Linked DNA regions of Mus musculus: all the other regions are linked to region 3. A link is a contact called in public promoter capture Hi-C data. All regions are on one chromosome and are shown on one strand. Each heading gives the region's core, a stretch centred on a gene start, on an enhancer-like site or on the middle of the called end of the contact. The rest is flanking DNA. Distances are from core to core; before and after follow the strand shown.

Evidence for each region. Promoter capture Hi-C pulls out the DNA fragments that hold promoters and counts their contacts.
Region 1: a contact with region 3 is called in a promoter capture Hi-C map of stem cell-derived epiblast-like cells, with 4 times the contacts expected there. The contact joins the promoter of Gpr6 here to the promoter of Ddo in region 3. A contact is called at or near these places in 15 of 39 promoter capture datasets (the 3T3-L1 cell line, HPC-7-derived erythroid cells, cranial neural crest and 9 more), 4 of 484 Hi-C or Micro-C datasets (the N1E-115 cell line, cerebral cortex, cortical neurons and 1 more), 1 of 115 datasets of contacts at active chromatin or transcription factors (embryonic stem cells) and 2 of 9 other capture datasets (embryonic stem cells and liver).
Region 2: a promoter capture Hi-C map of embryonic stem cells shows a contact between it and region 3, with 2.6 times the contacts expected there. The contact joins the enhancer-like site here to the promoter of Ddo in region 3. A contact is called at or near these places in 12 of 39 promoter capture datasets (the HPC-7 cell line, HPC-7-derived erythroid cells, the SN4741 cell line and 8 more), 1 of 484 Hi-C or Micro-C datasets (nephron progenitors), 1 of 115 datasets of contacts at active chromatin or transcription factors (embryonic stem cells) and 2 of 9 other capture datasets (adipose tissue and liver).

What each region holds. Positions count from the first base shown.
Region 1 is chr10:41,070,857-41,073,556 of GRCm38.p6, reverse strand. It overlaps Gpr6 (G protein-coupled receptor 6), which reads left to right and starts at 1,267. Exons shown (of 2, transcript NM_199058.2): 1 at 1,267-1,430; 2 at 1,954-2,700. The coding sequence starts at 1,973.
Region 2 is chr10:40,909,267-40,912,116 of GRCm38.p6, reverse strand. All of the region lies in intron 1 of Wasf1 (WAS protein family, member 1), which reads right to left. Among named protein-coding and RNA genes, the nearest start is that of Wasf1, 27 kb to the right of the region's middle. Within about 2 kb of position 1,361, at least 16 of the 459 cell types and tissues checked have an H3K27ac peak or open chromatin away from gene starts, as enhancers often do. A contact at or near this core is called in embryonic stem cells, where this site is marked.
Region 3 is chr10:40,628,620-40,631,322 of GRCm38.p6, reverse strand. Ddo (D-aspartate oxidase) reads right to left here and starts at 1,312. Exons shown (of 5, transcript NM_027442.5): 1 at 1,232-1,312.

The DNA of each region.
Region 1 (2,700 bases), core at 18-2,517, 440 kb before region 3:
CTGTCTATAAAGTAGCCAACACAAGCATCCCTATGCTCCCCCAGACTATGGGCCTGCTGAGTCTCAGTCTCTCTCTCTCTCTCTCTCTCTCTCTCTCTCTCTCTCTCTCTCTCTCTCCCTCCTTTCCTTTCCCCCCTCCTTTATATGCACTGGCTGGGAGGAGGCAAGAAGCACCTACAATGTATGTTGCTTTTTTTTCATGTAATGTGTGAAGGCCACAGCAGTGGCCCCAGTCCAGCCTTGTAATAGCAGTGTGTATTCATTTCTTTTAGAGCCTCTTACAGAGTCAGCTGCGTTAGCTTTTGGCCCAAGTACAGCTATTGGAGATTCTGTCTCGTTACAAAGGAAAGAGACAAATACTTGCATTTTTACTGACAAACCAAAACACCTTTGAACCAAAAGGGTGATTTATCTGGGCTGAAAATAAAACCCGTGCCTACTGAAGTCTTGTGCAGCTGACTTATCACTATTTTGGTCCTATAATTTGTTTTATAAGGTAGTAATTAGCAGGGCAAAGTCTGTTGCCAGGAAAGTAAATCACATTTTGCTGTTTTCTTCTTTTCTAACAAGACACAGACCTTGTCTTCAGTTAAAGAGCAGTTGCAAGGGCACCAGCAAGAAGGGCAGAGATCAGATAGTGGTGGAACCTGCAGGGGAGGGCTCAGAAAGATGACGGGGACGGGGACGGTGGGGGGGGGGGAGGATTCCTCGGGTAAATCTCTGGAAAAAGAAACGGTTTCCAGTCTTGTCCTTTTATCTTGTCTTTTTTCTCGGCTCTGTGTTTCTTCCCTGGCTATAGCCAAGTGGCACAAACGCTATAAACACTCTTACAAAGAGAACTTCTCTCTCTCTCTCTCCTTTACAGATGCCCCAACCGCCCCTTCTCCGTGGCTTCTTCGTTTCAGTGGTCCTTGGCTCTGGCCTTTGCTATGTGGCTTATTGTCACTCACCCCTCGCCTTCCTTTTCCAGCTCACCCTCTTTCGCCTGGCCTCAGGCTCTCTTCAATCCTTTCTCTCTCTCTCCTCTCAGCCCCATCCCATTCCTGGAGGTATCTGGACTGGTAGAGACTCTGGCTTCTCCTTCCTTCTGGATCTCTCTGAAATGTTTCTGTGAGGGGTGGGGAAATGTCAAGAAGGATTGGCCTGGCGGGTGTGGCTAGTAATGCACTGAAACCAGAACCCAGAGCCTGACGTCACCGGACCCCGCCTGTCAATCTCGGGCAGGCGCGCAGCTCGCAGCTCGCAGCCTGCCATCTCTGCCACTGCCTCTCACTCGCAGCGAAGGTGGCTCAGCGACAGGCGACCAGTACTTTCCTCTTTGACGCGGGGCAGCCTTCTGCAGGCAGCTGCTCGGACCGCGCAGGGAGGATAGCCAGGCACACAGCCGCGGAGCGCATGACCAGAGACTCCCGGGATCCCTGACTCCCCAGGTGAGCAGCGGGCTCCTAAGGGTACTTTGAGCTTCTGGGGAAGGCGAGGGGGTAAAAGGCAGTCCTGGAGTGAGTCCGTCCAGGAGTCAAAGAATTGGAGCAAGGCTTGACCACTGCACCTTAGCAGATTCCCCCCTTAGCCTTTCAATCCCCAGTTCCAGACCTGGGGTCTCTGGCTCTCAAACTTCTCTTTCAGGACCGCGGACAGCGGCTTTGCCCAGCTCAGGCTTGCAAAGAGATGACTCTCTAGGTTGATTTGTTTTAGGGTGTTCATGCATGCTAGTGCGTAGTGGAATCTATCTATGCACCTCTGCCAAAGCTCAGAAACCCCGTATATTCCGTTCATTCATTCACTCAACAGGTGCTTATTTATTGGGGTTCTCACTTTTCCCCCACTTCCCCCACTGCGCTCCGTGCGTGTTCCTGAGGTGAGATAAGCAATTTAAGTGAAGCAGTTAGAGCGGGGAAAGTTCATCGGTAGCTTGGGCAGTGCACCTGACAATCTGCGGTCCCTTTTGTGCAGGGAGCAACATCTAGCGGCGATGAACGCTAGCGCCGCCGCGCTCAACGAGTCCCAAGTGGTGGCAGTAGCGGCCGAGGGAGCGGCAGCTGCGGCTACAGCAGCAGGGGCACCGGACACCGGCGAATGGGGACCCCCAGCAGCATCCGCAGCGCTGGGAGGCGGCGGCGGACCTAACGGGTCACTGGAGCTGTCTTCTCAGCTGCCAGCAGGGCCCTCGGGACTACTGCTTTCGGCAGTGAATCCCTGGGATGTGCTGCTGTGCGTGTCGGGAACTGTGATCGCAGGCGAAAATGCGCTGGTGGTGGCGCTCATCGCGTCCACTCCCGCGCTGCGCACGCCCATGTTTGTGCTCGTGGGTAGTCTGGCCACTGCTGACCTGTTGGCGGGCTGTGGCCTCATCTTACACTTCGTGTTCCAGTACGTGGTGCCCTCGGAGACTGTGAGCCTGCTCATGGTGGGCTTCCTGGTGGCGTCCTTTGCCGCCTCAGTCAGCAGCCTGCTTGCTATCACAGTTGACCGTTACCTGTCTTTGTACAACGCGCTCACCTACTACTCGCGCCGGACCCTGTTGGGCGTGCACCTCTTGCTAGCAGCCACCTGGACAGTGTCCCTCGGGTTGGGGTTGCTGCCTGTTCTAGGCTGGAACTGCTTGGCCGACCGCACGTCCTGCAGCGTGGTGCGCCCCCTGACACGCAGCCATGTGGCGTTGCTCTCTACTTCCTTCTTCGTGGTCTTTGGCATCATGCT
Region 2 (2,850 bases), core at 112-2,611, 280 kb before region 3:
TTATATAGCCATATCATTACAGTAACGTTATTTTCAATAGTTTAAAAGATGTTGCTTTGAAATCTGAGTGCTGGCATTCATCTCTCACAACTTTTAAGCGGCTCAGGCTGAGGTGATCATTCACTGGCTGTGAAAGGGTAAAGGGTTCCATCTCCAGAAACCACTTCGAGCTGGTGCATCTGCAATCCCAGTGCTCCTGAAGTGAGACAGGAGGTGGAGGCAGGAGAATGCCTAGAGGCTTGCTGGCCATGTAGAAGCCTAGACAACAAGGCCCTGTGTCAAAGTGGGAGGTAAGGACTGACATCTGAGGCCCTCTGACCTACATGCACACACATGCACACACACACACAGAGTACACACACCAGTGAGGCCCTCTGACCTATATGCACACACGCACACACACACACACACACACACACACACACACACACACACACAGAGTACACACACCAGTGAGGCCCTCTGACCTACATGCACACACATACAGAGTACACACACCAGTGAGGCCCTCTGACCTACATGCACACACACACATACAAGGTGCACACACCAGTGAGGCCCTCTGACCTACATGCACACACATGCACACATACACAGAATACACACACCAGTGAGGCCCTCTGACCTACATGCACACACACACAGAGTACACACACCAGTGAGGCCCTCTGACCTACATGCACACACACACATACAAGGTGCACACACACCAGTGAGGTCCTCTGACCTACATGCACACATACACAGTGTACACACCAAAACATCTTTTAAAACTGACAATCTACTTTTCTCAAATTTATATTCTAGTTTCCCTCACCAACACTGGAAAAACACATTTTAATTCCTACTTTAAAGCTTGTAGGATATATTGTAATTTAACTTTCCTCCAGTGTGGACATTTTTATGACTTCCAAAAATTTTTGGACAAGTTTTCACCAGGGTCAGTTGCTATTGACTTAAATATGAAAAACTCAAAACTTCTGAAATACTTAATTCTCAAAATATGTCTTTTACAGAATAAAAATTTTGGGGAAGGGGGCAGGGCATGCAAAAGGAACAGCAAGCAACTTTGGAAGCTTTAGAGGACAGCCCACAAATTAGCATAAGCATGATGGGCGTGCCTCAGAGAGTCCAGCGTGAGGCTCTGAAGGCAGTACTCATGGCTTTACACATTAGGAAACAGAACTGGGAGCCCCTTTGGCTTCTTTTTAAGTGAGAAAATGTATGGATACTTATCACAGTGAAGAGGTGGCTTCCAAATATAACACAAGTGGGTGCCCTCACAGTCAGCATGTCCCTTGTAATCTACAAGCTGTAAGGAAACTCTCCGGGGCTCCCAGCCCCTCGCTGGGCAGTATCAGAGGCACATAAAATCACAGTGACTGGCCATTCTCAAGCACTGCTGCTGGGGCAGATCAGTGACTCCACCATCATCCTCGGAAAGAACTTAGAGATGAAGGTTGTTAGTAAAGTTACGGTAAGATGTTTTTGGTAGTGTGGCCTTGATGTTGAAAATCTCAGGGAACAACTTAAAGTTCAGAAAGGCATAGTTTTGATAGCTGAGTGAGGGGCTCCTTGAGGCCAGGGAACAAGAACAATGGCGGCCTGGTTATCGCTGGCTGATGCACCTTTCTTGCTAATGATGGGTTGGTAATCAAGGGCGATGATTAATTTCCTGTACCCGTGTATGCCCTCAGCTTTCTGATTCTACGATTTAAATGTCAATGAGTAGTAGCTGTGCACCCTGATTGCTTTTTATATATAAGTTTAGGTGTGTGATTCTTTAAGGATTTTTTCTGGGATATTTTCATTTTATTTTGAATAGTCTTAAGACATAATTTTCTTATTTGAAACAAAATTAGCTCAAACTTTACATCACAGTTTTTCCAAATAATTGCTTACCTGTGTTTTTTATCTTTTTTTTAATTTAAATCCTTTAATCTTTTTTTTTTTTTTTTTTTTTTACAGTTTAGACTTCATTTCCCCTCCTGGTCTGCCACCCAACCATTCCCCATCCCATAGGAACCATTCCCCATCCTATAGCGCCATCCCCAGGCCTCCTAACTCCCTGGGGCTCAAGTCCTCAGGGTTAGGTGTGTCTTCTCTCACTGAGTCCAGACCTGACAGTCCTCTGCTGTATATGTGTCAGGGGCCTCATATCAGCTGGTGTGTGCTGCCTGGTTGTTGGCCCAGTGTCTTTTAAGATTTTTTGGTAAGATTACTTTTTAAGAGAAATAATAAAAATGATTGCTTCTTTTTTTGAAACTTCAAAATGCAGCCTGCCAGTAAGAGAACTGGCTGAGAAATACCGTGCTTCTTCACATTTTGTTAATCCATATTAAGCTGCTTAGACATGAATGCATGTGAGTCCTTCACCTGTAATATGTACAATGTTTAATCATGGAAGGGTGTTAGAGAACATGCTATTTTTTACTTGTATTCATTGTAATCGTTCATGTGAAGAAAAACAATGTAACCACACTGTAATTTTTATATTGCTTGAAGGTTTCTTTGGGGGATATAAACTGTAGGGGAAAAGCAACGAAGTACTTAAGCATGTGTGTGTGTGTGTCCCTTTTGCCAGCCCCAGAGATTTAAGTTTTGCTCCCTCAGAGAAGAAACCTGCTGTGATTAACTGCGCCACCCAGACGTCCTCCTCAGTACCTGCCCTGCTGGAATGGGACTCTGGCCATTCTCAGCCCTCATATGAGGGACCATGGCCATTCTCAGCCCTCATGTGAAGGCTTGCTGCTGTTTTCTCAGCTCGCTAAGAATCTGGACAGGTTAACTCATTTGTGCCCCAGTTTCTTATCTTTAAAATAAGGAAAACATTATCTACCTCAAAACATT
Region 3 (2,703 bases), core at 63-2,562:
ATTCTAGTCATAGTGCCCTTGCCTAACTTTTTCCCTATGGGCACATTCTAGGGACTGCTGAGGAGGTAAGCTAGTCCTGGGAAGCAGCCGAGCTGTGACTTCTGCTCCCGGGACTCTAGGGAGCAGACACAGAGGTCATGTCTGGCTGCCACAGATGATTGCATAACAGGAAGAAATGGCCGCGGTCCTTTAGCCTCTGTGCCTTCACCTGAAGACAGCACCAAATGAATTCTTATTAGCCTCTTTGAGTAGTAAACGGCAGGCCGCTGAGGCTGTCTCCCAAATAGATCCCCTGTGGGAGGATGTAGGGAAAATGTAGATACCAGGCGCCTGCGCCAGGCACCCCAAGGCTGACATCTTGTGTGGAAGGTAGAGAGAGGGGCAAAGATGTCAGTGTCCTCCACGCTCTCCGCAGAGGCAGCAGGAATCTGTTACTTGGTGCTGACCTGTCAGCCTCCTGCCCGCCTTCACTTCTTTGTCTTACTATGTGTGCTCCATGCCCAACTCCCTCTATCTGGCTCAATTCCAGATTAAGGAGAGTGGACAAAACGTAATTATTCCAGTTAGTTATAGCCATTCCTTAGGGGTAAAGTTCTCTCAGCCAGCTGCTTGTGTTGTTAGCCTAAATCCCACCCACCCCTGGTACAATCCCTTCTTGCAACAGGCAGTGAACAGGGCATCAGGCCAGGTGAGGTTAGCCATGGCAGACATCATGAGGTCTGGCTATGAGTGGTTCTCTGCCTCCTCCCTAGCTCCACTTGACTCCCACTCCGTGAGCCTTGAAGCCTTTTCAGGGAGGTTTAATGTGCGCTTCTCCTCCAACTGAGCCGTGTGCGTTTCTGAGCAGGTGAGCTGAGATGTCAGACTGCCAGGGTTGAAGAAAGACAAGAGAAGATTCCCAGCAGGACACAGTCCAGTGGGGAAGGCTGGGAGAGGGAGGTCCTGGACTTGTTTCCAGAGGAGGTAATAGAAGACAGACGGCCATGATCTTACTAGTTGCCTATCTAGCAGCCTTGCGCCACAGCTCTAATAAGTTAACACTAGGGTGAAAAGCAATCTGTGGCTAAGAATAACCAGCTGCCAGTGGAGTGGAAAGAGAGCCAGAAACATAGGGCATGTCCTGATATAGTGTGACCTATCAATCTCTGGCCCCAACCCCACCAAGACACACCCCTAAAATCCCAGAGTGCATACAGAACGACCCTAGAGCAAAGAGTGAGGATTCAAATACCTGTCTCTGAAAAAGCAGTCTGGTATCCACCGGAGGTCCTGGCACCAACACTTGTTTTCCAGTGACCTGTTAGCCTGGTCTCCTAAGAGACAGGGAAAACAAAACTCCTTCCCATTGGGGAAATTATTAAGGACACTCTCTCTAAGCTTACCCTCCATTGGTCCATGCCACAGTGTCTGCCTCTGACTCCCCAGGAGAGAGGCACGTGTAAGCTCTGTGGAACTGCCTCTCTGCCAAGCCTGCAGGGGAAGTTTCGTCCTCTATGACCTGTCTTTGTCTGGCTTTCAAGAACTTCAGCTTGCCACCAGCCTGGAGTTTCTCCGGCTGATTTGTTTGCATGGCAAATAAATGGGTGGTCTGTCTGACTTCCAAAAAGTCCCAGCTAGAACCAAGCACTCGTTTCCCCTGCCGCATTGTTCAGAGTTGTTGATAGCTGAGATGCCGGCCTGGTGGCAGATGGAAAATTTATTCAGAAAATAAGTTAGGATGAACCAAATATTTATAGAAGGGAACTGGTATTTGCTGAGTGTCACCTCCTCAGAAACACACACAGCTCAGTAGTAGGAAAAGCCCACATTAAACCTCCCTGAAAGTCATTTGATTCTAGAGACGTAATTGGTTGTATCACAATAGCTATAATATATCTTAAAGATTTGTTTTACATTTAAATTGCTGTGGTCTGTTGGTCTGTGGTCTATTGCATGTTGTTCTCACATGCACGCAGTGCCCATGGAGGCCAGAAGAGGGCACCAGATGTCCTGGAGCTGGAGTTATAGGTGGTGGTGCGCCACCTGATGAAGGTGCTGGCAATTACATGTGTTAATCGCTGAGCCATTTCTCCAGCCCAGATAATATTTAATAGAATAATATTAACCACGTTAATATACTAATAAGAGATTTCGCTTTAGCCATGACTGTATCACCACGTAACACCATTCTCTTGTGAAATGAGACGTATCCTCCTTATTCTACAGATATAAACCGAGGCTCCAAGACATGTGGAAAAGCCCATGGTCTCTTGTGTGATAAAGGCCATTCTGTGTAGCAGACTCCCTATGCATGCTCTCAGCCAAGCAGAGGTCCTCTTTGTCAAAGCAGGGTCCTCACTATCTTATCTTGAGCAAGTCAGAGGCTGTCTCAGTCTGTCTTCCCATCTGAAAAGGAGAGAAAGATGATTCCTTTTGCATGTGGCCATGAGCCTCTGGTGAGCTCAGCTAGGTACGATTTTATACAAGGCTGTCTGGGTGTCAAAATGGAAAAGAAAGGGCATTGTCCCTTCAGTCCACAATCCCAAAGTCACAGAAAATGGAACAGTTCTGTGTCTAGGGGAATGGGTTCTTTCTCCACACACATCCAGCAACCAATATAGCAGACTCTCCAGCAGACACATCCGGTTCAGCAGGATTCTCTTTCAATTCTGGCACCTTCTACCTGAAGATGGTATCTGGTACCACAGGTTGGAGGCTCAGGTC